Regions from separate parts of the Danio rerio genome. Here region 1 is linked to region 2. Evidence: chromatin contacts called from public HiChIP or PLAC-seq data. All regions are on one chromosome and are shown on one strand. The core of a region is the stretch at or near the end of the contact, and the rest is flanking DNA. Distances in the headings are between cores, read along the strand shown.

Region 1 (2,915 bases), core at 303-2,802, 180 kb before region 2:
TCCTGCTCGCTTGTAAAAGTATTTTGTGTATTTTAAAATTAAAGATATATAGAATTTTACTTTGATACATTTGTGGCTGCTGTATTTTGTAGTTTATATTGATACATGTAAAATTGATGGATTTGGGATTTTATTTTAAAATGTGGTTCAATGTATTTTTGCCCATTCCTGCTCCCTGTGTTGGCTTGGGTTTCCTCCAGGTGCTCTGGTTTCCCCCACAAGTTCAAAGGTGAAGGTGTGTGTGTGTGTGTGTGTGTGTGTGTGTGTGTGTGTGTGTGTGTGTGTGTGTGTGTGTGTGTGTGTCCATTATAATTACAAATATGTACATGAATGTTCAATTATGTAAAACATTTTAACTATATCAGGTTTTATTATACAAAATATTTAGAGAATTGTTACACATTTAGATTGTTTTTTTTTTTCTACCGCCTGTTGTTGTAATGTAATTTTTACAGAATTATTCAGTCATAAATTTGAGTTATTAAATCATTATTTTGACTTTATCTTGTACTTTTGATTTAGTAAATTATAATTTTGGCTTTGCTTACCTTACATCGTTTGCACAAAGTAATGTTTTGTCTTGGTGATTGGAGCTTCCAGCTCTAAAAAATATATAAAAATATCTAGTGCAAAGTTCTGCAAACAAATATATATATATATATATATATATATATATATATATATATATATATATATATATATATATATATATATATATATATATAATCTAGTAATTTATGACATGTTATATATGGTATGAGAATGTAGAATCTGCAGCCACTTCATCTGACAAAACTTCAATTACTGTCTGGTTTGGATCAGCCACCAAATCAGACATAAGACTGCAGCGGATTGTCAGGACAGCGGAGAGGATTAATTCTGTGCACCTGCCCAACATCCAGATCTCTACACATCTTTATCGATCTTTATTATTAGATTGGTTGCTACCTGTTTTTATAGTCATAAATATACACAACCCTTACTGTTTATGATTTGTAACCAAAATGTTGTATTATTTACTTTATCCACTTATGTCATTCTTTTTTCCTGTGTTCATTTGTATGTGTGTACTGTATGTATATGTGCTTCTGAAAAAAAAAACACAAAACATTTCTTTTGTTTGCACACACTTGTCAAATAAATCTCATTCTGATTTCTCTGGACACATTTTTTAAAGAAATCTCAGCAGCTGAATAACAAACATTATTATTATACATTATTATGCCATCAAACATAACATTACAGAAGATGTTTGGCCTTTCATAATACTAAATATCTGCTACATAACATTGACTGCAAAACATTTATTGTGATTTTAGTGAAATGACATTATACATTTTAAAATAAGCAGTTTCAAGAATGAAAAATGATAGCACTTTAAAATGAGACTAGTTTAAAAAAAGACGTGTTAACACGTAAATTGCGTGTTAACACGTAAATGACGTGTTAACACGTACCAACGTGTTAACGCGTAAATGACGTGTTAACGCGTAAATTACGTGTTAACACGCAATTACGCGTTAACACGTTTGTTGCAGACGTTTTGGCCCTAACGGCCTTCCATACTGATGAAGGCTGTGGCTGAGCTGAAGACACTTTATACAATTTCCTTTTACGTTAGACGGATTGGTGCGTGAATCGTGTGTGCGGGGATCCTCGTTTTCTTTTCAAGCTAAAGATGGCAGAGCCGAGCGGGAGATATCAGCAGGTCAGTGAGACTCAGCGTGGTTGTTTTAAAGCTCACCCACAGCAGGCGCGTCCTCGGTGGGGGACGGTTTCAGGAAACGCCGAGGCTTTGACAGGATGCAGGCCGCATTGTTTTGAAATCACGTCCATTTAAATAATTGCGACATGTTATTATTACACTTAGATTGCGCTCATCAGTCAATATGTTGCGGTTTCCCGTTTAGTATTAAAATAAGTTGATGTTTTGCTTACGTCAAAGTTGTCATTCATTCAGTAATATAATGCGTTACAACCTCTATGCTAGTAATGTTATACAGTAAATATTACCGACCACATCCGATATATATATGCAGCAATATACATTACCTATTAAATGTTTCAGAACAGTATGGCTTTTAATTTGTTTTAGAGACTAAACATTCATTGATTTCATCCAGAGAACAGCAAAAACTGCTTATCCACGTCTGAAAATATGTTATTACAGTATTACTATCAGACACGACTGGAAAACACTGTTTTTGTAATGTCACAAGGAAAGAAATGTTATTGATTGTAATACTATGGCATATAGTATAACCATAAACATTACATAAAAGTTTAACGTGCAGTAGACAAAATATAAACTTCTAAAAATTATGTGTTTATCATAAATATTATCATAAATATTACCTGTATTACCTGTTAATGTTGCTTATGTTAGAACATTTGTAAAAAAATCTTGCTGTTTGTAGTAAGAAAATAATTAAAAGCATAGAAGTAAAGTTAGTTTTATATTTTTATATTCAGACTTTATTTCAGAAAAGTATTCTTTGCAATTTCTAAATGCGGCAATCATTTTAGCAACTTATGATTTTCAAAGTACAACATTTTTTACAGTCTATTAGATAGTGTTAATGTTTACAAGTCATACTTGCATGCTAATTCCCATCGAATATTCAAAGTAACATGGTAAATAATATAGAGACTTCTAAATGAAATAATGTTCGAATATAAAACCAACTTTGCCTCTATATTAAAAAGAATTATCTAAAATCCGCCTTTTCTTCTAGATCTTCAGTATTATGCTGTATGTTTTGTTGTTGATAATATTTTTAATTGTTATGATAAAGTATGTATTAAATAATGCATATAAGGGATAAGGGAAAGTCAGAATGTACGAATATAAAAAACAACTTTACCTCTAATATTGACAACCTTGGATACTAATATCATGTTTCATGTATTACGGT
Region 2 (2,964 bases), core at 333-2,832:
TCTATAGTAAATTCACAATAAATACTATATTTTTTAAACCATACTATGGTAAAGCACTTGAATTGGTTTGTTGTGGTGATATTATAGGTGCTATGGTAATGCAACAACTATAGTAAACAAATGACCAAAGTATACAGTAATAAATACTAAAGTATACAACAGTGTTTATTATGGTTTATCAGTTCACTATAGTATAGTATGGTGAAGAAGTCACTAAGAAAGTGCTGTAAATGCTATAATATATGCAATATAATACACTTTATGGTATATGGATATAAAACACTATATAAATTCATTCATTCATTTTCTTTTCGGCTTAATCCCTTTGTTATTCTGGGGTCACCACAGCGGAATGAACTGCCAAATGATAAACTAAGTCAAGTTATTATTTGTTGTTCCTAAAACTTGGATAGGCAAGACTTTTGTCAGGTAGTTTTGTATGGTTCAAACTTTATAGTTGCCGTAAGCACTTTACTATAGTATAGTTTGAAAACAGTAGCCTATAAATTATTTTTTCATGTGTGTGCACTGTACACCCATATACACCATAATTTCATAGAAACAACCAATCCACGCCATTAATAGTGTAATATTGATCTTATTCATTACATTTAGCTCATTGTTTAGCCAAAACATGAGAATCTCACTTTATAAATCCCTGCTGAAAAATCCAGCTTAAACCAGCCTAGGTTGGCTGGTTTTAGCTGGTCGACCAGGCTGGTTTTAGAGGGGTTTTGGCCACTTCCAGGCTGGTTTCCAGCCATTTCCAGCCTGGTCTTAGCTGGTCAGGCTGGGAGATGACCAGCTTAAACCAGCTTGATCAGCCTAGCCAAGCTGAGAGTCCAGCCAAAACCAGCTATATCCAGCTTCAACCAGGCTGGTTGAGCTGGTTTTAGCTGGATTTTGCTGGTCATTTTCCAGCCTGACCAGCTAGGACCAGGCTGGAAATGGTTGGAAACCAGCCTGGAAATGGCCAAAACCCCTCTAAAACCAGGCTGGTCGACCAGCTAAAACCAGCCAACTAGCCTAGGCTGGTTTAAGCTGGATTTTTCAGCAGGGATGGCTTTAAAGTTCAAATGGATTGAGGTAAAGTTGGTTTTATATTCCCACATTCGTTCAATGACAACTTGTGACATGCTCCCTAAGTTGTTTACCATGGTACTTTGATTATTCGGTCTGAATTCACATGTAAGTAAGCTATGATGACTTGGAAAAAACATTAGCGCTATTTAATTGACTGTGGACAATGTTGTACTTTGAAAGTAATTGGCTGCTAATACTACTTTGAATATATAGAGATAATTTTGTGAAGTTATATTACGGAGAAATTATTATAAAACTAACTTTACCTCAATTTCAAATGACTCTATACTGACTGTTAATGTCGTTGTCTTGTCGGCTCGCGTCCACCGTCCCGCTGGGTAGGATCCGGAGATGAAATCCTCCATTTCTGCAGTGGAGTTTTATGAGAGAGTTGTGTTTTGTGTCTCTGTTGTCTGTAGTGGAAGACAGCAGTGCAAAAGCAGTGAAATCCCGCTCGGTCATCGCGCGTTTTGCTGCTTTGAGAGGCGCTGTGTTCTTGAACACCCCCGCGACTGAAATGGATCGGTCCTCCGAGCTTAAGCCAGCACTTATAAGGAGCTTGTGTCACGCACAACTCCTTCACACGGACTTATTATAAACTGCCAGAAAGGTGCTGCTATTTTAAAACATAATTATGGTTATTATCATTGTGAGTCTAAAGAAGTTTTACAATTTGTGCAGTATGTCATTAGAATGTGTTGTTTTATTTAATCACTTTGGATTTTATAGTTATTATTATTTTATTCCCCTTAAAAATAATCATAGCCTATATATCACTGGTCAGTTGGCATTTCTGTGTGGAATTTGCATGTTCTCCCCGTGGTTGTGTGGGTTTCCTCTGAGTGCTCCGGTTTCAAACAGTTCCAACACATGTGTACAGTGGAACTGGGTAAACTGAAATGGCTGTAGTGTTAATGCTAGAGTGTTTGGGTGTTTCCTTGTACTGGGTTGCGGCTGGAAGGGCATCCGCTAAGAAAAACATATGCTGGAATACTTAGCAGTTCAGTCCACTGTGGTGACCCTTGATAAAAAAGCGACTGAGCCGAAGGAAAATGAATGATTTTGGAAAGCTTTCGGAGATGTGATGGAGAACAAACAGTACAGGAAGGTATTCAGCTTACACAGAGCCAGTTTTCCAGGCACCATAGAGACATTGTGCTTATTGAAACTAGAGTCTTAGTGTCAGACAGCAGCCAGTGTGAGCGATGTCCCTCAATGAGCTGCTAATTAAAGCACACATTTCAGACTAACCGTTTCAGAGCTTAAATTCGGTCTCACTGAAGCTCTGAAAACAAAACTTGCCCATTTGGATCTTAAGGTTAAGTTGTGGATCCACTGTATGGATTTTTCATTTCCAATGCGCCTCTTTTCTACAGTTTTTTTTTTCAATGTAAAAACATGCATGTGTTTAAAAAATACCTGCTACTCATGCGTTGTAAGACCAACATTGACAGCCTTTTATGCTGAGGTGTCAGCACGCAGTGAGTTTTGCAAGTCGACTAAACTATTATGATGGTGATCTTAAGCATGATGTGTGTGAATTATTAGCAGGGGGCTAATAATTCAGGGGGGAATTTAACTATATATATATATATATATATATATATATATATATATATATATATATATATATATATATATATATATATATATATATATACTTTTTTTTTTGAGGGGGGCGGTGCCCTAATAGAGCTTTATGTCAAGCAACGCTTCTGGTGCATACTTGTCAACATTGGTATGTGAAAAGAGATATGTCCACCATAATACGGGATTCCCCTGACCCCTTTAAAAAATCTCTAAATTACTAAATATGTTTGTTTGGAGCTGTTTTGTTACAAATAAACAGTTAAATGGTCAGTAATATGTTTCATTATTATT

Evidence for each region. HiChIP or PLAC-seq counts read pairs in DNA pulled down with a chosen protein or histone mark.
Region 1: a contact with region 2 is called in an H3K4me3 HiChIP or PLAC-seq map of gastrula embryo, with 7 times the contacts expected there. The contact joins the promoter of ndfip1l here to the promoter of fgf1b in region 2. A contact is called at or near these places in 6 of 18 Hi-C or Micro-C datasets (caudal fin, embryo, hematopoietic stem cells and 1 more) and 2 of 4 datasets of contacts at active chromatin or transcription factors (caudal fin and gastrula embryo).

What each region holds. Positions count from the first base shown.
Region 1 is chr21:48,043,321-48,046,235 of GRCz12tu, reverse strand. ndfip1l (Nedd4 family interacting protein 1, like) reads left to right here and starts at 1,552. Exons shown (of 8, transcript NM_001002503.2): 1 at 1,552-1,708. The coding sequence starts at 1,679.
Region 2 is chr21:47,858,307-47,861,270 of GRCz12tu, reverse strand. It overlaps fgf1b (fibroblast growth factor 1b), which reads right to left and starts at 1,582. Exons shown (of 3, transcript NM_001105278.1): 1 at 1,377-1,582. The coding sequence starts at 1,545.